Regions from separate parts of the Sus scrofa genome. Here all the other regions are linked to region 1. A link is a contact called in public Hi-C and targeted proximity ligation data. All regions are on one chromosome and are shown on one strand. The core of a region is the stretch at or near the end of the contact, and the rest is flanking DNA. Distances in the headings are between cores, read along the strand shown.

What was found. Hi-C and Micro-C count contacts between places; a contact is called where the count stands out from the background.
Region 2: a contact with region 1 is called in a Hi-C map of liver, with 1.6 times the contacts expected there. A contact is called at or near these places in 5 of 47 Hi-C or Micro-C datasets (embryonic fibroblasts, epiblast stem cells, heart right ventricle and 1 more) and 1 of 2 datasets of targeted methods (alveolar macrophages).
Region 3: a targeted proximity ligation map of skeletal muscle shows a contact between it and region 1. A contact is called at or near these places in 1 of 5 promoter capture datasets (fetal liver), 3 of 47 Hi-C or Micro-C datasets (embryonic fibroblasts, epiblast stem cells and liver) and 2 of 2 datasets of targeted methods (alveolar macrophages and skeletal muscle).

Annotation. Positions count from the first base shown.
Region 1 is chr5:64,179,556-64,183,575 of Sscrofa11.1, forward strand. It overlaps VAMP1 (vesicle-associated membrane protein 1), which reads left to right and starts at 1,941. Exons shown (of 6, transcript XM_005653160.3): 1 at 1,941-2,043; 2 at 2,177-2,426. The coding sequence starts at 2,425.
Region 2 is chr5:64,294,326-64,298,345 of Sscrofa11.1, forward strand. It overlaps SCNN1A (sodium channel epithelial 1 alpha subunit), which reads left to right. Exons shown (of 13, transcript NM_213758.2): 3 at 1,656-1,926; 4 at 3,028-3,218. Among named protein-coding and RNA genes, the nearest start is that of SCNN1A, 8.6 kb to the left of the region's middle.
Region 3 is chr5:64,276,654-64,280,673 of Sscrofa11.1, forward strand. LTBR (lymphotoxin beta receptor) reads right to left here and starts at 1,769. Exons shown (of 10, transcript NM_001308823.1): 1 at 1,546-1,769; 2 at 1,312-1,408; 3 at 946-1,071; 4 at 697-849; 5 at 226-322; 6 at 1-85. The coding sequence starts at 1,641.

The DNA.
Region 1 (4,020 bases), core at 691-3,190:
ATGCCTAAATTCAACTTTTAACGAAATGCTCTCAAAGCAAAATAGGCTTTATCTCAGTTTACCTCTTTAGGTACCAGCTTTCACTTAGTTTGTGGTCCTTAAATAGTCTTACTTTCTTGCCAGCTTACATAAATGCTTATTAATTTATTAATTTATTTATTCTTTTTATGGCCACACCTGCAGCATATGGAAGTTCCCAGGCTAGGGGTCAAATTGGAGCTGCAGCTGCCAACCTATACCACAGTCACAGCAATGCTGTATCTGAGCCAAATCTGTGACATATGCTGCAGCTTGCAGCAATGGTGGATCCTTAACCCACTGAGTGAGGCCAGGGATCAAACCCACATCCTCATAGACACTATGTTGGGTTCTTAACCTGCTGAGCCACAACAGGAACTCCCATAAATGCATTTTAAAAATAATCTTTTAGGCAAAGGATCTAAAATAGCTAACTAATTTTGAAAAAGAACAACAGTGTGTGAGAAATACTTAAGTCTTACTGTATAGCTACAGTAATTAAGACAGTGTGTTATTATTATCTTTTTGGTCTTTTCTGTCTTTTTAGGTCCACACCTGCGGCACATGGAGGTTCCCAGGCTAGGGGTCCAATCGGAGCTGAAGCCGCTGGCCTACATCACAGCCACAGCAACTAGGGATCTGAACCACGTCTGCAACCTACACCACAGCTCACAGCAACGCCAGATCATTAACCCACTGAGCAAGGGCAGGGACCGAACCCGCAACCTCATGGTTCCTAGTCGGATTCGTTAACCACTGCGCCACGACGGGAGCTCCAGGTTGTGACATTTTGATAAATCATCCTAGTGGTTTCTTAGAGGATGGATATGAATGAGGGCAAGATGAAACAAAATGATATGATATTTCATTAATTTTAAGAGGCACTTTTCTTTTTTCACTTTAACATCTAAATTGGGATGTCTGACTATATTAGCCAGAATGGTCATACTGTATTTGTCATACTGGCTCATAAGAATCAAAATTTGCCAAATGGATGTCTTGAAAGAAAAATTCCAGACAGAAAAGGAACATTTCTTTAAGAAATGCTGCATCACCCAAAGCCCTTGATGGCATGCACAGAGGACTATATTGTGTGGAAATCATGCACATCTAAGACTGAGTAAAAAGAAAAAAAAAATCGTAAGAGTCGGTGTCTGAAAAAGTTTTATGAACACTAGGCTACTTTTCTATTTTCCTTTGCATGTATGCATGAGAGTGATGTATGGTAAAAATCTGCATCTATAGAAACCTCCACTTTCCATACATATAAAATAAAAATTCGAAGTGATAAAAAAGCATTATGTTGGTGTGCAGTACGTGGAAGAATGATTTTACAACTGATGGACGCCAAACAAGGGATAATAAGCTGCAGCAGGACAGTGAGAGGAGGGGAGAGAATTATTGAAATACTAAGAAGAAAAAAATCCGCTCAGCTTGGTGATTTATAGGAGGGCAGAAAAAGATGAATGGGAGGAAAATCTAGCATGGTTTCCAGGTTTCTGGTTTGGGCAACTGAGTCCAAGTGGTAAGCTACCGAGAGGGATAGGACAAGCAAGTTTGGGGAGGGAAAGTTAAATTTAGGACAGACTGAGCGAGGGGCTTGATGGCTGTGTAGAACCGGTGAACCGAGCTCTCCAAAGTATTTACTTTGGTCGTAAGGATCCCCGCCGCCCAGCGGCCCGGGGAGCCTGCGGCTCTGCCTCGATGGATATAGCCTCCTCAGAGCTGTCTGTCAAAGACTGGGGGTGGAGGCCTGCCAGGTCCGAGCACCTGGGCGGTGCCCAGACAACCGAACCTCTGCTGCTCCCAGGGTTTGGGAGTCCCGGCTGCCACGCGCCAACCTGCTTGCCGCTGTAGGCGGAAACGGCGTGATTGGCTGGAGACGCGGGCCGTGGGCGGGCCCGGACCGAGGAACTGCTCAGCGATTGGCTTGGAGGCACCAAAAAAGCCCAACTCAAACTGCTGGAGCCGACCCTCCAGGAGGGGGGCCATAGTTCCACCCATCCCTGTCGCTTAGTCAGACAGGTAAGCAAACCACAGTTGTATTGGCCACATCCTCCCAGCATCGCTCATTTTCCGGGTCCGAATGATAAGAGAGCCGTGACTGGCGAATTTCCAGGGGCGGGCACTGTAGGCTTTATTCCCTGCTTCATTTCAGGACTGGCGTCTGTTCTTGGCGGGGATTGGTCCACAGGTTTATCAGCGTGATCCGGGGGCGTGACCAGCACTAATAAAGACTGGGGCCTGAGCGGCCGCTGCAGTGAGTTCCACCGCAGCTAGAGCTCCAGGTGGTCAGCAAGAGGAGGAGCGTGGCGTTGCCGTCGGTTTCACCGCAGAGTTCCCTGACCCGGTGTCACGCCGCAGCCTCCGGAGAGGAGACAGACCTCTCCTTCCTCTGTTTGAGACATGTGAGTTGACTCTGGTGTGGGGGGCGCGACACCTCCTTGCCAACTCTCACCCCCAGCGCAGAACTCTGCGGGACCGAAAATGGCGCATTGCAGCAGATGCAGCGACGCGGGGAACCACCGCCGCGCACCAGCCCTGGGCCGGGCCACCCTTGGGGAAGGGAGGCTGCACCTCATTCCTGCACCAGTTCCAGCCAGCATCCCACGGGCGGCGCAGGGGCGCGGGGGTCCCACTTTCGCTGCCCCTCTTCTCTCGCCTGTGGGGCTCCTCAGTCAGGTCTCTGTTGAAAGATGGTGCGCCAAGACACCGGGTAGGGGCCTACCCCAGGCCCTTTCTTGTTGTTGGTTGAAGCTGTACTTAGGGCCTCTAGAAAGACAGTCATGGCCATGGGTGCACCTGCCAGTTAGTAACTTGGCTTGTCCTGCAATCTCTGACTTGGGTACCCCCCAACTCTTCTTGGCTGTGAGCAAAGCTCCAGAAACTTACCTGCCAGTTCCCTGGCGCTAGGTGAGCAGCTCAAAAAGGCTCAAGGGGCAGGGGCATGTGATTCCAAGCAGCCACTCATCCCAAGGCCACCCGTGTAGGTGATGTTTTCCTGTTATTGAGTCTTAGCCAAGTATTTAGAAGAGAAACAGCTGAGGATCCCCTCAACCCCTTTCCTCAACACATTCAACTTAGTCTCTGATCATCTTCAACATCACTCCCATTCCAAAACCTTGAGGAAGAACTAGGGCTAGACGAATGAAGAACTTTCCATTCTTTCCTGGAGTCCTGGTCTGGTCCTAGATGTATTTTTGATGCTTCTCTTGGTGACAGAAAAGGGAACAGATTTATTTATGTTACATAAGGGTTATAACTATCTCCAGATATATTACTCCTGAGTGTTCCCAACTCGCTCGCTACAAGTTATTAAGTGAAATGGTCCCTTCAAATCCTTTATAACCAATTCCCCTTTTCTCTATTGGATTTCTACAGTTTTAACTGTATATGACATTCTGTGCATTTTTGGCCAAGCCCTAGGATTCCATAGGTTTTCATTTGGGGGAGGGGGAATCGTCTCAGCCGACTGGTTCCCAGTAGCATCCATGTGGGAAGGAGATGGGGAAAACTTGGTGACTAGAAGGGCATCACGAGGTCTCTGACCTTAATCTTGTCATTGGTGCCACCAGCCTGGACTGCTTCCAGGACCAAACACTGCCTGCTCCCTACTCATTGAATTTTCCACTTTCAGTCAGAGACCTAGATTGCTTAGCTCAGTAGGAGCAGAGGAGTCTGGTGGCTTCCATGGCTTTCCTTTGCCTCCATTGTGCCTCAGAGGGAAATGGGAGATGCTTCTTTTAGTGGGGATGAGTCAGGTGTCATCTGGGAGTATTACCTCTTTGAGAAGTTATTCTCTATCCTTTCAGGCTGAAATTTACTTGCTTAGTAGAGAGGAGGAACTTCTGGGCATTAGTTCTATTGTGAGTAGTCAAGGCTTTACCTTTTTGGTGACTTTGTGATGGTTTCATCCGTAGTGCATTCACTTGTGGACTGCTGCTATGAGGTATGTTTTGTGGGATTCTGCTTCTGTTTGAGGAGTTATTGTAATTTCTCTTC
Region 2 (4,020 bases), core at 641-3,140, 110 kb after region 1:
TGTTTGTTTTCCACTCAGTATCCAGTTGTTCCAGCATCTGTTATTTAAAAAACTGTTTTCTCCATTGAATCGAATTGGTGCTTTGGTAAAAAAAATCTGTTGACCATATATGTGTGAGTTTATTTCTGGATTCTCTTCTGTTCCATTGATCTATTGTCTATTCTTCCATAAGCCTTACGCAGTTGATTACTGTGACTTTATAGTCATAAAGTCAGTTTGTGTAAGTACTCAACTTTGCTCTTCTTTTCCAAAACCGAATTGGCCCTTCTAGATTCTTTGGATTCCCATATCAATCTTAGAATCAGCCTGTCAATTTCTTCCAAAATGTCTGCTGAAGCTTTGGCAGGGACTGGGTTGAAACTAAAGAGCCGTTTGGGAGGCATCGCGAGTTTCTGATCCATGACCTCCACAGCTCCCTTCTTTCATTTTGGTCTTTGGTTTGCTTCAGCAGGATTTTCAGTGTGGAGGTCTTGCACACCTTTCATTAGATTTATTCCCAGTATTTGCTGTTGTTTATGCTCCATATGCAACATATGTTTTTTTTATTATTATTTATTTATTTATTTTTTCTCTCTTTTTGTTATTTCTTGGGCCGCTTTCACAGCATATGGAGGTTCCCAGGCTAGGGGTTGAATCGGAGCTGTAGCCACCGGCCTACGCCAGAGCCACAGCAACGCGGGATCCGAGCCGCATCTGCAACCTACACCACAGCTCACGGCAACGCCTGATCGTTAACCCACTGAGCAAGGGCAGGGACCAAACCCGCAACCTCATGGTTCCTAGTCGGATTCGTTAACCACTGCGCCACGACGGGAACTCCCATATGCAACATATGTTAATGTGGTGCTGTGTTTGTGATTTCATTTTCCAATTTTTGTGGCTAGTATGTAGAAATACAATTAATTTCGTATATTGGGTTTTTATCCTGCAACCTTGTTTATTAGTTCTAGGTGTTTGCTTTAGTAGATTCTATCATGATGGAGATGATAATAAGCCCCATATTGAGAAAAAGGAATGTGACGATTTATACTGGGCAGTGTTTAACTTAAGGTGTTTGGGCCCCACCCAAAACTCTGAAAAACTGTCTTTGGTATATGGGGGCATAGAGGCGGGGCGGGGGTGGTGATGGGGGGGAGGGGAATTGGCATTGGCATTGGCATTGGCATTTTTAAAGTTCCTGGTAAGAGTCTAGAAGTGCAGTTGCTTTAGAAAGTGTCAAGTGGCAGACAGGCCAAAAGGCCACTCTAAGGGGATAGCATGGGGTGGTCCGCGCATCGTGGGTCGGTTTAAGTGTCTGGGCCCAGTCTGCCTGTCCCCCCCAGGAAAGGGCAGACAAGTTCCGGGTTCCCTTTCAGGCCAGGGCGAGTGGGAGGAGAGCGCCTCCCGCCTCTCCCTTATGATAAACTTGCTGCAATAAACGCTGTCACCGCTGGAGTTCATTGTCGCCTCCAATTACCCCGCGGACACACCTCTCTACACGCCCTCTTGCCCCCAAAGAGTGCAGGAGACCCCAGAACTATTCCCCGCAGGCTTCCCTGGGAACAACCGCCTCACGGGTTACAGACGGGGAAACCAAGGCCGGGCGTGGGGCGGGGGAAACAGGGATTGGCTCGGGGCCGCCCCCTAGTCGGACCCTTAGCCATCGCCCTTCCCAGGTACAAGGAAATTAAAGAGGAGCTGGAAGAGCTGGACCGTATCACAGAGCAGACACTCTTCGACCTGTACAAGTACAACTCCTCCAACACTCTCGTGGCCCACGCCCGCCTCCGCCGAGACCTGCGGGAGCCCCTGCCGCACCCTCTGCAGCGCCTGACGGTCCCGGCTCCGCCCCACTCGGCCCGCAGAGTTCGCAGCGCCACTTCCAGCAGCGTGCGGGACAACAATCCCCAGGTGAACAGGAAGGACTGGAAGATCGGCTTCCAACTGGTAAGGCCCCACCCCGCCAAGGCCCCGCCCATCTTCGGGGAAGGCCCCGCCCCACTGTTTCAGCCAGAGAGCATGTTTCTGCTCTTTCCCGACCGCGCCTCCGCCGCAGTGGTACAAGGCAGACCTCGTCCGCGGGCTGGCAAAATAAATAAGTTAAATCTATAAATAAGGTTTGAAAAATAAAATTAAATAACATCTCTCTGGGCGCCAGCTTATGAAGGGTCCTCCCTGGCAGCCTCTGAGAACGTTTATGGGGGCGGGAAATCGGATCTACTGTGAAAAATGCATCTTTCTGAATTCAGTCCTCCCAGTGGTATTGGGTTGGGACCCTCTAGTGTGATGGGGCACTGGGGCTCCACCGGCCTAAGATGGAGAATAGGGAGGCACTGACAAGGAGACAAAAAACAAATGGGGTGTTCCCCTGTCGTGGCTCAGTGGTTAACAAACCCGACTAGCATCCATGAGGACACAGATTCAATCCCTGGCCTCCCTCAGTGGATTAAGGATCTGGCGTTGCCGTGAGGTGTGGTGTAGGTCGCAGACGTGACTCAGATCCCGCTTTGCTGTGGCTGTGGCGTAGGCCTTCGGCCGCAGCTTGGATTTGACCCCTAGCTTGGGAATTTCCATATGCTGCCAGTATGGCCCTAAAAGACAGAAAGACAAAAAAAAAAAAAAAAAAAAAAAAAAGGCATGGAGAAGAAAGACAAGTCCTTTTAGTAAGAGTGGACCACGGTACCTAGAGGCCAAGGTTCCAGTCCCTGCTCTGCTGTTGGGATGAACTACTTGATTCCTCAGTTTTCCCATCTGTGAAATGGGGAGAAGAATCTTTGTTCCATTCTCCTCGGAGGCTTCATACATGACCCTGAGGTGTGTGCAGCTCCCAGTCTCTTCCCTGGCCTACCTGCCACTCTCCTAGTCCCTTGCTCTCCGGGTCTGCTCTCCTCCAGGCTTCTGCTTCACTCTGCCTTCTGTTCCTTCCCACTCCCAGCTCCCAATCCTACCTGTTGGTCCTCAGGACCTCAGAACACTCATTCCTTGACCTTGGCCCTGCCCTGCTTACCCTTGCTGCCGGCCCTCTGACGCTCTGGTCTCTGTGTTCAGTGCAACCAGAACAAATCAGACTGCTTCTACCAGACGTACTCATCCGGGGTGGATGCAGTGAGGGAGTGGTACCGCTTCCACTACATCAACATTCTGTCCAGACGGCAGGACACCTCTCCGTCGCTGGAGGAGGATGCACTGGGCAAATTCATCTTCGCCTGTCGCTTCAACCAGGTCTCCTGCAATGAGGCGTAAGTCTGTCCCTCTGGCCTGGTTTTCTGGGCCAGCCTGAGGCCCCACACCTGTGGCACCCAGGAGTGCTTGTTGACTAAAGAAATGCCTGTGGGGAGGATAGGGCAGCACTGACCTCAGGTCCAAACTTCTGCAGGGCTGGATCTGGGAATGACAGCCTCATATGGCTTCTCTGGGAAGGCTGGGGTTGAGATCTGGCTTTGAGAAACCAAGGGTTGGATGCCTGGTTCTCCACTTTGCCCAGGCCTCTTTCTCACTAACTAACCTCAACCTCAAGAGTGCCTGGAACATCATCTGGCCCCCTGCTCCGCTTTCGCAGACGAGACAGGTAGTAGTAGCGTAGTGGACACAGCATGGATTGAGTGGGCGACTGACCCCCAGTTCCTGCTCTGACTCTGTTCCTTCCAATCCATGCGACTCTAGGTGCTTCACGTCACTCTTTATTTATTTCATCTTTTTAGGGCCGCACCCATGGCATACGGAGGTTCCTAGGCTAGGGGTCTAATCAGAGCTGTAGCCACTGGCCTACGCCACAGCCAGCGCAACGCCAGACCTGAGCTGTATCTGCGACCTACACCACAGCTCATGGCAATGCCGGATCCTTAACCCGCTGAGCGAGGCCAGGGATCGAACCCGAAACCTCATGGTTCCTAGTTGGATATGTTAACCACTGAGCCACGACAGGAACTCCTCATGTCACTCTTCAGAGTCTGTTTATTTGTTCATAAAGTAGGGGGAAATGAGATTCATTCAGTGTTCATTGAACAAATATTTTTGACTGGGCTATGCGCTAGTCACCGC
Region 3 (4,020 bases), core at 519-3,018, 97 kb after region 1:
CTTGGGGGGGTCCGGTGGATTTCTGCAGGTGGTGTCAGACTGGGTGGTGCCTGGAGCTGCCTCCACAAGGCCCTGGTCCTCACACCTGTGCAGGAAAGAGCCCAGCTCAGGTGGGCTTCCTCCCGGCTGGAAGTGGGAGGTGGTTCCGTGGAGGTGGGCACGGGCAGGGTTGTCAGCAGCTGGGGCTGGGCATGGGGCAGGGGACACAGATGGAGGCACACTCACCTCGTGTGGGGCTGGCAGCGGGCGCTGGGGGAAGAGGAATTCTGGAAGTGCCCTGCCTTGCAGGGAACACATTTTCTGTTTGCCTCCCCAGCTTTATCTGGCAAGAGAAAGACACAGCCAGCCCGGGTGAGTGGGCAAAGGAGCATCTGCCCAGATGTGAGCTTCCCTTGAGCCCTCTGGATGGCCCCCTCCCCACCTGCCCACCCACCCCATTCTGTACTTGGCAGCATATTTCCTGATCTCCAAGTTGCCCAAACTTCCCCAGTGCTGGGAGGACCCCCCTGAGCTCAGCACTGTCCTGGGCCATTTCTCTGCAGGTCCTTTTGGGGGCCTTTCTCAGGGCAGGAGAAGAGACATTTTATGCCAGAGAGTTAAGCACCTGGAGGCTCGCCATGAACACAGCACCGTATGCCCTGATCCCTGTTCAAGATCACCCGCCCAGCCTCCTCCCTGCCCTCTGCCCCCAGTGACCTCTGAGCTCAGCTTCGGTGCCAGGTGGGCAGTTGAAGAGTGGCTCGCAGTGGACACACTCAGAGTCCCAGAAGACGCAGAACATCCCAGGCTGGCAGCGGCACTGGGCTTTGTGTTTGCTGGTACAAGGCGTGACCTCCATGAAGCCCAGCACTGGTGGAGAGATGGCAGGCTCAGCAGAGGGGCCGCACTCCTGGGGGTCCCAGCACATCCCCCCACCCCTGCCCACCCCGGGCACACCCCACTCACTCTGGTCACAGGGGCGGCACAGCTGGCAGATGGAGAGGTGGTTCCAGTGCTCGTTGTAGGAATTTTCAGGGCATGTGGCACAAGCGGTGTTCTGGTCATGGCTACACTCAGCTGAGACGTGCGTGCCTAGGATGCGAGTGGGGCAGTAGCAGTGTCAGGGGGCTGGGGTTCCACCGTCCCCTCTGCTGCTCGCTGTGTGACCCTGGGCCTGTCCGGGTGCCTACATAGAAGGGACGGCCAGTGTTGCTCACCCTTTGCCTGTCACCTGGGACCTGATGTCTGCCTTCCCTCCGAGGCAGCCAGGTGGGCTGGAGCCCCTGTAACCCACCTCCCTGTCCCAGCCTTCCTCTGCCCCTTGCCTCTCACCTGGGGGGCAGCGCGAGCAGCAGACGTGATGTTTGGGCTCGTAGTACTCCCTTTTCTGGTCCTGGCAGGTTTGGTTCTCCGGGCGGTAAGGGAGCACCTTCAAGGGGGAGATGAAGTGGGGGGAGAATTATTCAGGGGTCAGCTGGGGAGGGCAGAAGGATTACAGAGAGGGCTGCCCAGACCCCTCTCCCTAGCCAAGCCCACCCCCGCCCCCTGCACGGGGCCCTCCCTCACCAGCTGGGACTGGGATGCTGCCTGGAGACTGCAGAGGCCCAGCATGAGTGGCCCCCAGGCCAGGCCGCAGGAGGAGGCGGCCCACGGCAGGCGCATGGCGGCCAGTCGGCCAGCCGACCAGATGGGTGGAGGCCTGGGAGGAAGATGGGAGGCCTGGACGTCCCGGGCAGTGGTGGCAGCAGCGTCCCCAGCTCAGGGGCTGGGACGGGACTCGGGCTGACGTGCCCCTGGGGGCCGGAGCGGCCGGGCCTGGCCTGGCCTCCAGGGCTCCAGCGCCGGGCTCAGGAAGTGGGAGTGGAGCAGCCGGCCGCGGGGCGGGGACAGGGAGCGCTGGGAGCTGGGGCGGCTGTCGCAATCGGGAAGAGGAACAGGCTTGGCTGCCCGATGCAGGGCGGGAGGGGGTGGCCGGGAAAGCACGTGAGGGCAGCAGGGCCGGAACTGGGCCTCCTCCCTTCTCTGGAAGCCTGACTGGAGAGGAGGACGAGGAGACAGGCCAGGCCCAGCTGGTGGGAAAGGGGCAGCAGAGCCAGGGGACAACTCTCTGATGGTCCCTGAGAGCCCAGCTGGGGCAGGGCTGACCCAGGCACAGATGGAGGTCTTGGCAGAGCAGTGTCCAGCCGGGCACCCCATCTGAAAAGTGGATGGGCCTGAGACTGTCAAACTTGGAGGGTGCAGAGACCCATGGAGAGTCTGGGACAGCCAGCAAGCCAGCCAGCCAGCCAGCCCAACATCTGGGAACCAGAAGACCCAGCTGGCAGACTGGACTCCCGGGTTCCTGCCTTGTTATGTGACTTTTTAAGATTAACTACAAAGGAGTCACTGCCCAGCCAGCCCTCCCCTTCCCTGAGCCAACCTGACCCATACATCAGTGGGCACAGGTCACCTACATGACCCTTGGGGGGTTCAGTGGCTCTGCTCCCCTGTCCTCAGAGAAGGCAGAGGACATGCAGACTGAAGTCCCATGAACAGGGCAGCTGGACTGGCGCTGGGCAGCCACCATCCCCAGTCCTAGCCTCTCACCCAGGAGTATTTGAATTCCTTTGACCTGGAGGGAGCTGACAGCCCACCAGTCCAGGCCCTTCACCTTAAGGATGAGGACACTGAGGCCCAAATGCCATGCAGAGACCATGGTTTGAGGGAAGCTCACTCTGTCCCTGCACCCCTTTCTTCCTACAATTCTCCTGCATCCCATTAATAGTACTTCCCCCTTCCCCCTATGGCATGCTCTCTGGTTTCCAAATTTCTGTGCTCCTGGCACAGAGGGTCCTTGAGGGTCACCTGAGCTCTGGGAAGCAGCCCCACCCCGGGCCTGCCCAGCCCCTCTGCAGATCACTCCCTGTGACCCACTGCTTGTCATTCACCAGCCACTGAGCCATGAGTTCTGCACTGAATCCATAAGTCTGGGTTCCCCGAGTTTCCTACAGAGTTTGGCACGGACCACGTGTCCAGTATATATTTATATATGCTATCTCCCCCATGTCTCATGGCCAGTCCATGGCAGAGCCATGGGGCTCCAAATTTCTGGGTCCCAGCTCATTCCAGCAACCATGCTGCCTCCTTGTGACTCGGGGAGGGATGGCTCCCTAGGCATGAGGGACTGACTTGCTGTCTTGAGAGAGGTCACCTGGGCACCATTCCCGCCTCCTCCCTGGAGGGCCATCTTTAGCACACAGCCTGACCCTGGTTGGTCTGACTGGCTGGACAGCCTCCTGGTGGAGGATCAGGGAAGGCCTGGTCAGGGGTGCATCTGGGGAGCAGGGCCCACAAAAGGGTGAAGGGCCCTGAGCTGTAGACATCTCTCGCTCTGCTAGTGCAGGCCTAGGGCTCACACACTGCCAGCAAACATCCGAGGCTGGCTGGGAAGGGAAGGAATGTTAGAACAGCATGCACTGCTCAGGGCTGTAGCTCTTTCCAGGTCCAGGGAAGGCGGCTGGGCTGGACTCACACTGAGCTCTTAAATGCATAAAGGTCTCTCTATGGTAGCCTTAGATCCCTTTTTTCTCTCTTTTTTCTAACTAAAAATTTTAAGTTGAGAGTTCTCATTGTATCTCAGTGGGTTAAGAACCTGACTGGTATCCATAAGGACGCAGGTTTGATCCCTGGCCTCGCTCAGTGGGTTAAGGATCTGGTGTTGCTGTGAGCTGTGGTGTAGATCTCAGCCAAGGCTCTGATCCTGCATTGCTGTGGCTGTGCGGTAGGCTGCTGGCTGCTGCTCAGATTTGACCCCTAGCCTGGGAACTTCTATATGCCAAGGGTGCAGTCCTAAAAAGCAAAAAAAAAAAAAAAAAAAAAAAAGAAAGACAGTTGACATTTAGTTGGTTTGGAGTTTCCATTGTGGCTCAGTGGGTTAAGAACCCAAATAGTCTCATATATATTTATGTATGTGTGTGTGTATATATATACACCACCACATCTTCTTAAACCAATTGTCTATTTTTTTTTTCCTTTTTTGGCCATACCAGCAGCATATGAAGT